Regions from separate parts of the Mus musculus genome. Here region 2 is linked to region 1. A link is a contact called in public HiChIP or PLAC-seq data. All regions are on one chromosome and are shown on one strand. Each heading gives the region's core, a stretch centred on a gene start, on an enhancer-like site or on the middle of the called end of the contact. The rest is flanking DNA. Distances are from core to core; before and after follow the strand shown.

The links. HiChIP or PLAC-seq counts read pairs in DNA pulled down with a chosen protein or histone mark.
Region 2: a contact with region 1 is called in a CTCF HiChIP or PLAC-seq map of the NIH/3T3 cell line, with 9 read pairs. The contact joins two enhancer-like sites. A contact is called at or near these places in 1 of 15 datasets of contacts at CTCF or cohesin (the NIH/3T3 cell line), 2 of 484 Hi-C or Micro-C datasets (nephron progenitors and pancreatic cancer cells) and 1 of 115 datasets of contacts at active chromatin or transcription factors (embryonic stem cells).

The regions. Positions count from the first base shown.
Region 1 is chr15:32,326,836-32,332,472 of GRCm38.p6, forward strand. All of the region lies in intron 1 of Sema5a (sema domain, seven thrombospondin repeats (type 1 and type 1-like), transmembrane domain (TM) and short cytoplasmic domain, (semaphorin) 5A), which reads left to right. Among named protein-coding and RNA genes, the nearest start is that of Sema5a, 85 kb to the left of the region's middle. Within about 2 kb of position 1,941, at least 64 of the 459 cell types and tissues checked have an H3K27ac peak or open chromatin away from gene starts, as enhancers often do. A contact at or near this core is called in the NIH/3T3 cell line, where this site is marked.
Region 2 is chr15:32,392,994-32,399,340 of GRCm38.p6, forward strand. All of the region lies in intron 2 of Sema5a (sema domain, seven thrombospondin repeats (type 1 and type 1-like), transmembrane domain (TM) and short cytoplasmic domain, (semaphorin) 5A), which reads left to right. Among named protein-coding and RNA genes, the nearest start is that of Sema5a, 150 kb to the left of the region's middle. Within about 2 kb of position 4,283, at least 8 of the 459 cell types and tissues checked have an H3K27ac peak or open chromatin away from gene starts, as enhancers often do. A contact at or near this core is called in the NIH/3T3 cell line, where this site is marked.

The DNA.
Region 1 (5,637 bases), core at 691-3,190:
AACGTGTTTGTGTGTGTGAGTGTGTGCGCGCACGTGCGCATGTGTGGGTGCACACACATTCTTCTAGAGTAGCAAGTATCCATATGACATTTTGGAAAGGACTTTGGTATTATTTATCTTTCCCTGTATTATTAAGAAAATTGATCTATTTATTAATTCAAACAGCTGAAACTTCTCAGATTCCTTGAGTGAGTTTTCATTGGATACAGTTTTCCTCTCCTGACTGAATTGAGGGTCTTCTGCTGGGCTTTATGGGATGTCACTCTGAATACAAATCCCAGCCATAAAAATGAAGATTTCTGCTGTGGAGCCCCTCAGCTCCTGGCATCTCACTGCCAGTGCTCATTGGATCTCCAAGATGCTAAAGCTCCAAGATGAGAAGCCAATTCGGGGCTTCTGAAACATTTCATGGCAAACTTGGAACAAACCAGGAGTCCTAGTTCCTGAAGTCTTTTCTCACCTTCCTTGGAGGTTCAGGGTCCAGATCCTTGTTCCAGCTCCAGTGAGGTTTATATTTGTCTTCTGTGGCTTGTTGAAGAGTCTATGCGTAAACCTGGGCTCCGTGTGTTTGAGTGCCTGCTACTCAGATATCGTTAATAACAAGTTTATTATTATTTGCATGTTCACATAGTTGGACAGCTAAAATGTGAGGGAAGGATGTAGTTAACAAATGCTTGTCTTGATCTTAGTTATTTTCTTCCCATATCTTGAACGCCTGAGAGTCTTTCAGGCTTTTAGAAGGTCATGAACTTGGAGATTCAGAAGGAAAGTACCATCAGTAAGGAAGGGCAAGTCACCACCTCTGCCCCTCATTCGCTGTGACCTGTCACCATTTTATCCATCCTCAAATAATGGCAATGCTGACTTTTAGACAATACATTTTCTTTCCTTTTGTTTCGTTTCAAAGTCTTATCCTGTGATCCTTTTAGAACAGGTGAGCCAAAAGAGCATCAAATTGATGTTTTTAATTTTCATCTTGAAAAGTTGTTAGCAAAAGCAGTTACGTTCCTGATGGAGACAGAATCAGGCTTGGTGGTCACAAGACAGTGGGGAAGAATCTAAGAATCTCAGGTAAGGATCTCTCTCTCTCTCTCTCTCTCTCTCTCATTAATCAAAGGGAGCTCATTAGCCATGGTTACCCCATAGAGTAGATAACTTACCCTCCTAGTGTCACCAACAATCTCATTTGTTATGATCATAACGTTGTTGAAGGTTTCCTGAGCCACTGTATGGAAGCAGGAACATGGCATGCTTGTTTTGAAACCCCAATAAGTAGAAGCCCAGAAAATTGACAAAACATCTCTACTGCACATGGCACATGGACCACAGATGACCTTTGAACTCAGGTCATGGAACCAGTTCTGCTTTTTTATTTATTTGTTTATTATATATATATATATATATATATATATATATATATATATATATATATATATTTTTTTTTTTTTTTGCAATGCTTTCCCAGAGTCTGTTTAAATGAGAGTGTGATTTCTCCAGAGACATTGTGGAGGGATGGCATGTTCCTTTTCTTAGTATCATGGGAAATCTGGGTCCATAGTTTGTGTAGAGTTTAGAATCAACAGGCTTTTAGACCATTTCTTTCCAAATCTCTGAAATTGGTTTATGTTTAGATACAACTCTAGAAGCTTGCAGTGTCCTGGGCTTTGAGGAAGGAAGTACTCACTAGAAGATGAAAGGGAGTTTGTGGGCCAGTGTGAGCAGGCAGGGTTTTTTGAGAAGCACTGTAATGCAGTCCTCCTTAGGGAAGGGAGGCCCCTCCACTGTCTTTTAAATACCTCTTTGAATGGCAATTTCCAGTGGCTTTGCGAAATGATGTCTGATGGGATCCGGTGCTTCTCAAAGTCTCCCCAGACCTGCATGTGGCCTCCCCTGCCCCTTGCCTTGAATTACAGTGTTTATTTTTAAAAGCTTTTGTGGTTTGAGCCTTCTCCCTTTGTTATTGCAGCTGACTGACTGACTGACTCAGCCTTCCTCCTTTTTCTCCCTCCTCCAGCCACTTTGTGGTTTGGGGTCCAGTTGGGCTGCATGAAGACTGGGCTAAAGGGACGGAAGTCCAAAACTGTGGCCACATCTGCTACTGGTTAGCTCCAAAGTCACAGGTGCCCTTCATGGCGCTTGGTGCACTCACCAGAAATGTCCACTCTTCTGTCCTGCGTGTCTGCTTGTTTCCTTTGAGTTTCCTGTGTTGTTATGCATTTGTTATACCTTGTTTTTAATCACCCTGCCCCCTCATCAAACCCCAGTTCCTACCTGTAACCTGGAGCCAGATGCTTGTCTGTTGAGATTATCATCAGCTGCTATCAGAATGCCTTAGCTTCCTGAGGAGGCAGAGCATCCTAGAGATACACAGTTCTCTTCCCACCTCGCCTCTCTGTGTCAGGGATGCAATAGTCTTTTGTTCAAGCTACATATAGAGATGTAGTTCCTGTGGAAGATGGAGATAGTGAGTGGAAGTTCTTCAGGGTACCCAGAAAGACTCGTCTTCATTGGAATGATGCCCTGTCTAAGCACTGAAACTGCAGCAGGCCTTATGAACAAAGAGCTGCTCCTGCTGTCATCAGCAGAGACAGGAGGCAGAAACTTGATTCTTTATAAGGGCTTCCTGTGCTTGTCCTCAGATCCTTTTGATGGCTCTCTTCCTTTGTGCACTCTGCATCCAGGCTCTCAGACAGTGAGCCTCTTACCAACTCAGCCTTGTGTTTTTAGAAAGAAACGCTGTCTGTAGGTTTTAGTTGGATCATCAGCTATTTCTCTGCTTTCTGGAACAGAATTTTAATGGTCTTTTAACTGGCAGACACATACATCCCAGTGTTAGTAGAGGCAGAGAATATTTTAGAGCCAGTTTGGATGGAAAAGCCTAGTAGGATGCTTGTTTTAAAAGTATTGTTATGCAGTACTGCTGGATGTTAGTTTGAAAACACTGTCGTCTACTTCAGAGGCTTTTCTAACTGCACACTGCAGTTCAGTTTTGTGTTGATGTGATTAGAGGGAATCTGAAAGAAGTGGCTTCAGTTTGCAGTGATTGGACCCTTGGGGCCTGGCTGGACCAGAGCAAGCCAGGGCTTGTGCTGACTGCATGAAAACTTGGTAACTGATTCCTGTCCGAAGATGTTAGAATTGTTAGATTGTTATTTATGGTTTTGATAAATTTTTATTTCCTTTATGAATGCATTTATCGCTCATTTATGTTTTTGTGATCACAGTCAGAATTATTTATTCAATGGAAGAGGAGTGCATACACACGCGCCCGAGCGTGTTTGATTTGTGTTGACACATGTGAATTCCTTCCTTGAGTTTGGCTCCCCTTTTAGAAACTGTCAGTCTTCAAGTGGAAGGAGAGAGGGACACTCAGTTTTTGTTGTTGTTTTGTGTGTTTCGATCCCCATAATGGGAGCCATGGGTTTAAAGGAAGCCAATTCTACCTAGAAGTGGTGGTTCCACGTCCTCACATGATGCAGAGCAGATGCAGCCGGAGACGGAGATGAGGGCATGAGACCAGGAAGCTGTGAGACACAGCCCCATGTCTTTTTAGTTTGTTCCACTTTTGGATTTATTTGCTCTTTGTTTTGCTTTGCTTTTTTAAATATTAAAGATCTCGCTGTACCAGAGCGGCTCAATTAAATTAAGATAAGATGTTCCTGGAGTGGGAAACAATCAAAGGAACAGAGCCGGCTGTTCTGCCCTGCTTTCTCACTCAGTTTCTCTTTCATGTACCGTGTGTTAGGAACACCGTTTCCTATCAGATGCACAACAGATGGGAATACATTAAAGGGGCGCTGCATGACCTGTGTTGGTATTTGGAGGTTCAAGTTAATGGCCTGAATCATCAGGAATATATTATCTCCAGCATAATGAGACACAATCAATTCTTTTAGATTGTAATCATTGCTTAAATCCAGGGAACAAAGATTGCCCTTCTCTAATGAGAACTAGATGAGGTGGTTCGCATGGCACTGGCGTCATTAAAGCCATAAGAAGCCCTCTGAGCCAAAACCTGGACTCTTATTCCACCAGTGACCTTAGCCACCAGCCCATCCTCCCTGATGCCTATTAACCACCCAGATTTCTGTTTCTTTGGGACCTCATTTTCACTGCAGGTTGGCTTCACAAAGGTCATTTCCTATGGTGGTTAGCGCCAGATAGACAGGCTCCTGGGCCTCTCCTACCTTGCTGGTAGCAAGGTGAGTTATGGGCTCCTCTTAGACACACAGCCACAGCTTGCTTTGAGAATGTGTGGGCAGCTGTGTCTCCTGAGTTTCTGTTCTATGACCTCCTTGTCTCCCACTGTGCATCTGAGCTGGCTGGTCCTCTGTGTCATCTGTACTTCACTATTTTTTTTTTCAGTCTTCCTTCATCTGCCTGTGCTGTTCTGTTCTATGCAGAGCTGGGGAGCAGGTGCTGCTTTTCAGCTGTTGCCCGTGCCCTTTAGCATGCATAACCCATTCTGTTATCCGTGGTATTTTCTCTAAGTCTTTGTAAATCCTGAACTAACAAATACTGAACCATTGTTCTCAGGAAGACTATGGGGTTGGATTGGGCACAAAATTTGCATCAGTTGACCACAGAATAGTCACATTTGTAGGTTTTAATTAGTATATATATATATATCCCCATGTTCATATATCCCCATGTTCATAGATGTGGAAGCCAGAAGAATACATAAATATCCTTTCCAAGTGTCCCCTTTATTCTTTTGAGACAGAGTCTTTCACTAAACTTAGAGTTTGTCCTTTGTTCAGGGTAGGTCATTTGGCCATCAAGACCCAGTAATCCCATCTCTGCATCCCTTAGTGCTGAGGCTAAAGATGTCATGTCCACACCCAGCTCTTGGGTGCTTGGAACCTTGTCTTGCCCACTGGTTTAGGTCTCCAGCCCTATGTAGTGTTTTGTTGTTGTTGTTGTTCTAACCTTATGAATAATTGAATGATAATTACTATTTGAACGGTACTTGCTTAGCATTTTTTGGGGAGGGGGGTCTTATAGCCTTGTACTCAGGAAAAGTAGAACACACGTCAGCACTGCTTTGGCACAATTTTAATCAGGTTAATTACCGACACAGTCTACTACAGTGAGGGTGAGTAGCTTCCTGGATTGATAAGAAGTTTGCATTGCACACATGAAGAACCGAATATGATTCCAAGGGCCACAGGTGATGATGCTTGCCTGTAATCCTAGCTCTGGGGAGGAGCAGGTAGAAAAATCTCAGGAGCTTGCTAGGGAGCCAGCCTAGTCTAGTTGAGTTTCTAGCCAATAGAGAAACTCTGTTTTGAGCAGAGCCTAGTGGTGTATGCTTTTTATTGTAGCACTGTGGAGGCAGAGGCAGGAAGATCTTGATGAGTTCCAGGCCATCTGGCTCCACAGCTATGTAGTGAGACCCTATCTTAAAATGAACAAACAAACAAACAAACCAACCCAATCTTGAAAAACAATGTGACAACATTTGTAGAATGATACGAAGAGTTAACCTCTGCATGTGTAATAAGGATACACACACACACACACACACACACACACACACACACACACACACACAGAGAGACACACACAGTGCAACAAATGTGTCACTGAAGATCCTGTGACTCTGGCTCCCTGTAGGAGAGCAGGGATAAAGAGGCA
Region 2 (6,347 bases), core at 3,033-5,532, 68 kb after region 1:
AGGGTTTATCTATCTTGTTGATTTTCTCAAAGAACCAACTCCTCGTTTGGTTAATTCTTTGAATAGTTCTTCTTGTTTCCACTTGGTTGATTTCACCCCTGAGTTTGATTATTTCCTGCCGTCTACTCCTCTTGGGTGAATTTGCTTCCTTTTTTTCTAGAGCTTTTAGATGTGTTGTCAAGCTGCTAGTATGTGCTCTCTCCCGTTTTTTCTTGAAGGCACTCATAGCTATGAGTTTCCCTCTTAGAAATGCTTTCATTGTGTCCCAAAGGTTTGGGTACGTTGTGGCTTCATTTTCATTAAACTCTAAAAAGTCTTTAATTTCTTTCTTTATTCCTTCCTTGACCAAGGTATCATTGAGAAGAGTGTTGTTCAGTTTCCATGTGAATGTTGGCTTTCTGTTATTTATTTTGTTATTGAAGATCAGCCTTAGTGCATGGTGATCTGATAGGATACATGGGACAATTTCAATATTTTTGAATCTGTTGAGGCCTGATTTGTGACCTATTATGTGGTCAATTTTGGAGAAGGTACCATGAGGTGCTGAGAAGAAGGTATATCCTTTTGTTTTAGGATAAAATGTTCTGTAGATATCTGTCAGATCCATTTGTTTCATCACTTCTGTTAGTTTCAGTGTGTCCCTGTTTAGTTTCTGTTTCCAAGATCTGTCCATTGGTGAAAGTGGTGTGTTGAAGTCTCCCACTATTATTGTGTGAGGCGCAATGTGTGCTTTGAGCTTTACTAAAGTTTCTTTAGTGAATGTGGCTGCTCTTGTATTTGGAGCATAGATATTCAGAATTGAGAGTTCCTCTTGGAGGATTTTACCTTTGATGAGAATGAAGTGTCCCTCCTTGTCTTTTTTGATGACTTTGGGTTGGAAGTCAATCTTATCAGATATTAGGATGGCTACTCCTGCTTGTTTCTTCATACCATTTGCTTGGAAAATTGTTTTCCAGCCTTTCATTCTGAGGTAGTGTCTATCTTTTTCTCTGAGATGAGTTTCCTGTAAGCAGCAAAATGTTGGGTCTTGTTTGTGTAGCCAGTTTGTTAGTCTATGTCTTTTTATTGGCGAGTTGAGACCATTGATGTTAAGAGATATTAAGGAAAAGTAATTGTTGCTTCCTGTTATTTTAGTTGTTAAAGGTGGCATTCTGTTCTTGTGGCTGTCTTCTTTTAGGTTTGTTGAGGGATTACCTTCTTGTTTTTTCTAGGGCGTTGTTCCCGTTCTTGTATTGGTTTTTTTCTGTTATTATCCTTTGAAGGGCTGGATTCGTGGAGAGATAATGCGTGAATTTGGTTTTGTCGTGGAATACTTTGGTTTCTCCCTCTATGATAATTGAGAGTTTGGCTGGGTATAGTAGCCTGGGCTGCAGTTTGTGTTCTCTTAGTGTCTGTATAACATCTGCCCAGGCTCTTCTGGCTTTCATAGTCTCTGGTGAAAAATCTGGTGTAATTCTGATAGGCTTGCCTTTATATGTTACTTGACCTTTTTCCCTTACTGCTTTTAGTATTCTATCTTTATTTAGTGCATTTGATGTTCTGATTATTATGTGTCGGGAGGAATTTCTTTTCTGGTCCAGTCTATTTGGAGTTCTGTAGGCTTCTTGTATGTTCATATGCATCTCATTCTTTAGATTTGGGAAGTTTTCTTCAATAATTTTGTTGAAGATGTTTGCTGGACCTTTGAGTTGAAAATCTTCATTCTCATCCACTCCTATTATCCGTACGTTTGGTCTTCTTATTGTGTCCTGGATTTCCTGGATATTTTGAGTTAGGATCTTTTTGCATTTTCCATTTTCTTTGATTGTTGTGCCGATGTTCTCTATGGAATCTTCTGCACCTGAGATTCTCTCTTCCATCTCTTGTATTCTGTTGCTGATGCTCAAATCTATGGTTCCAGATTTCTTTCCTAGGGTTTCTATCTCTAGTGTTGCCTCGCTTTGAGTTTTCTTTATTGTGTCTACTTCCCTTTTTAGGTCTAGTATGGTTTTGTTCATTTCCATCACCTGTTTGTATGTTTTTTCCTCTTTTTCTGTAAGGACTTCTACCTGTTTGATTGTGTTTTCCTGTTTTTCTTTAAGGACTTGTAACTCTTTAGCAGTGTTCTCCTGTATTTCTTTAAGTGATTTATTAAAGTCCTTCTTGATGTCCTCTACCATCATCATGAGATATGCTTTTAAATCTAGGTCTAGGTTCTCAGGTGTGTTGGGGTTCCCTGGACTGGGCGAAGTGGGTGTGCTGGGTTCTGGTGATGGTGAGTGGTCTTGGTTCCTGTTAGTAAGATTCCTCCGTTTACCTTTCGCCATCTGGTAATCTCTGGAGTTAGTAGTTATAGTTGACTCTGTTTAGAGATTGTTCTTCTGGTGATTCTGTTACCGTCTATCAGCAGACCTGGGAGACAGATTCTCTCCTCTGAGTTTCAGTGCTCAGAGCACTCTCTGCTGGCAAGCTCTCTTACAGGGAAGGTGCGCAGATATCTTGTATTTGGACCTCCTCCTGGCCGAAGAAGAAGGCCCAAAACAGGACCTTTCTCAGACAGTGTGTTGCTTTGGCAGTTCCCAGGTGGTACAGACTCTCACCTAAGCAGACTAAATTCCTAAGTTCCTTGGAGTCCCGGGACCAAGATGGCGACCGCTGCTGCTGTGGCTTAGGCCGCCTCCCCAGCCGGGTAGGCACCTGTCCTCCGGTCCGGAAGGTGGCCGGCTGTCCCCGGCCCACACAGGGTGCTGCCTCAGCGCCTCTGTGCTTCTGCCTGTTCCAGAGGCTGTCAGGTTCTCTGGCGCACCCTCTCACCTGTTCAGACTAATTTCCTAAGTTCGGCGGGTCTCGGACCAAGATGGCGACCGCTGCTGCTGTGGCTTAGGCCGCCTCCCCAGCCGGGTGGGCACCTGTCCTCCGGTCCGGAAGGTGGCCGGCTGTCCCCGGCCCACACAGGGTGCTGCCTCAGCGCCTCTGTGCTTCTGCCTGTTCCAGAAGCTGTCAGGTTCTCTGGCGCACCCTCTCACCTGTTCAGACTAATTTCCTAAGTTCGGTGGGTCTCGGACCAAGATGGCGACCGCTGCTGCTCGAATCTATTTTCACATTAGCAACATCGGGTTCTTATTTCTATATACTTGGCTTTGTATAGTTTTATTGAAGTCAAAACTTTTAATTTTTATTCTTTTTATTTTAAAAAATTGATTATATTATATATTATTCTAATTTTATGTTAGTTTTCTCTTTGGGCATTTATGTGTGTTCCACAGAGCTGTTGTTGCCCATACATTGAGTGATAAGATATACCATGAAGATGACCCTGCTTTCAGTAGACAGTAGACTCTGATGTTGCTTCTAAGAATTTCCTATTATGAACAGTACAGTTATGAATTTTTATTTGTTTCTGGAGCAGATGTGGAGTTTTCCCAACACCAAGGAGGCAGCTCACAGCTGTTGTGAGACCCTGAACTGCTCCTATTGTCTCTGTCTAGGAGGGTAGTAATTTGTTTCCTATGAAACACATTTTCTTTTGTCTGTAGTCTTACTTGTTTATATTCATTAAATCTTATTTACAGCTTCGTAATTCCTGAGGAATACACTGCCTTATTTTTCAAGTTGGCTTATATGATTTTAAGCTACGTGTTCTTTTTAAAATGTGTTATGGACGATGGGAACTGAGACCAGAGAAAAGCAGCCATGGTGACCTCACACCCTGTGGGTCTGGCCAGCTGGTTGCTTTCTGTAGTATAGCCTACTCTGCAGCAGCACTCATTCATGGGCAGAGAACTCAATGGCAGGGGGCTTTGAGACTGAGTTTCTCCATGGCTGCTCCTTAACATTTGGGTGGCACAAACATCATTTATTTATCCTGCAACAGTGTTTATGATCTTCATTGTTTAGGAGCTCTTTGACAAGCTCTGCACTGTTTCATTACCTCCTTAGGAATTGTATCTTTGAGCTACTCTTTTTGTATTGTCATTAACTTCTACACCATCATTTGGCTTTTAATATTTTGAAATGTAGATGCAAAAATATGTCGAAATTACTTTTAAACCATAATGACCTATCCTGCAGTATCCACGGTGACCTTTCCACATTCTAGGATAATGAACTGAAGAACACAGTACCTTCTGTTCCCAGCACATATACATGTCACAGCAGAGCGTAATGGGCTAATAATTAGATACTTTGTGGCCACTTGGTTAAGGTCTATTTTGACCTGCTTTTGAAGTCTTACATGTAGGCTATTAGAGATCTGGCAGTTTTCTGTCGATTCTATTGTGAAACTCACTGCAAGTATGATTCATTGACTATAATAAACTGAGAGGCTTCTTTGCCTTGATCTGGAAGGAAGTGCCTAGACCTTCACAGCGAGCTAAGCCTTCAACTAGAAATCTTAACATCCACACCTTTCAGTGCCTTCAAAAAAGTTCATAAGACTTAATGCATGCTGCTATGTCTTGGGACCTGTGGATCTATGTTTAGAATAAAAAAGTCTTTGTCTCCACTTGTTTATATTGCAATGTGTTAAATAGTATTTAATCAAAGATATCAATTGATTGCCAAACATAAACTTTATAGGTCCTTTCAGTATCCTTTTGACGAGTGACGACAAAGCGATTGGGAAGTATTTTGCTGTCGATGACCAGCAAATGATGTTTTATCTTATTCTTATTCATTCTCTCAGTTGTATTCTTCCTGGCTTCATTTTCCTTCTTTGCAGGTACTGAATATTTTTGTCTATGCCCTTGTGAAATATTTTAATATATTTGTTGTTTATTGGATATGTTTAAAATGGAAGAATAATGTTTTTATATACATATATTATGTGGTTAAATTATGAGGATTGTGACGTCTTTTTAAATAAATCTTTTGTTACAGGTTTTACAACACTCCACAAATCATCAAGCAAGCAGTTTCACATAGTTTAAAATGCTATGAAACAGAGATGTTAACAGCCTCTGGTAGGAGTAAAAAGAAGGTTTAGTTGGCTTGGAAGTTATAGTGAATAAAGGCTGAGTCACAGGAGAAAGCACTGTGAAGAACCTAGAGAAGATTTAAGCCCTAAGAGTCAGCCAGAGCTTTGGCCAGGTCAGAGGATGTAGAAGATCATGTGTATTTGTGTGCTTGTGTGTAGCTGGCCTGTAGTGAAGGTGAGAGCTCAAAAAGGAAGTTTCAGGAAGGCTGCACTGGCCAGAGAAAAAGGGTTTTTGATGGAGTCAGTGGTTATAGCTTTTGGGAGGCTCCCTGGGGAACTACTGAAGGTTTTTAAGCAACTATAATGACTTTGTAGTTTTCTCTGATTGTAGCACCAAAAACCAAAACTAAAAGCATTTTCGAGGACTGGAGTACAAAGCCCAATGATCGATGGCAAGGCTTTCTGCAAACCCAGGGGAGGTCAACGTGAGAGGGCAGGGTTAACCCAAAAGAGGTTGAAGCAAGAGGGCATTCATTGTAAGCTTGAGACTGTAGCCACGAAGGCGAGCAAAGGGCACTGTTTGGTGCTTATTTGGAACAAGAATGGCAACGTTTATTCATGGGTTTGCCTATTAGTGGGCATGCTAGAATAATCCAAAATAGGACTCCAACTCTTAAGTGAGAAACTTGGGCAGAAATCTGAGCTAAGGTGGTATTAGTGGAGATTTTGTAAAACTACATGTGCTTGATGATTTGTGGGGTGTTTTAAAACCTGTAACAAAAAAGATTTATTTAAAAAGAGGTAATAATCCCCATAATTTAACCACATAGTGTATGTATATGAGAACATTCTTTTCCATGTTAAACATATCCAATGTTTTAAGTAAGTGTATGTGAAGAAGTGAATAGACAGATTTCGGGCATAGGTTGCCAGATGATAAAAGGCAACAGAGCATTTGAGTTGGCCTTTGCAGTGCTGATGGGCTGGAACTCTGAAAGGCCTTAACACAGGTAGGCTAAAGCTTGGTCAGTGAGATCACTGGCTCCAAGATCTGCTAATGATTCTTCAGCTACTTGTTCAAGTTTCATTGCCAGTGTATGAAATGAGGACCAGACACATTCATGACAGCAGCAAGGCAGGAGGCATACTAACTAAAACTTCATTGACTTATGTCTCCACATGTGGAAAGTAAGAAAGGGTGAAAGTATACATACTATAAAGTTATTTACAGGAAATACATATATAAATTCCATTGACAAACCTATTTTGTAATTTAATAGACATTATTAATCATTAGCTACTAGGATCTTTGTTTTTATTATAATCTTACTAATTTTCACTTTATAACACATGTTTTATGCATACTTTATGGGCACACTTGCCACACATATATTAATGTCATTAAGTTCTGACTATGTTTTGACAGATAGAACTGTAATAAATTCAAGTACGC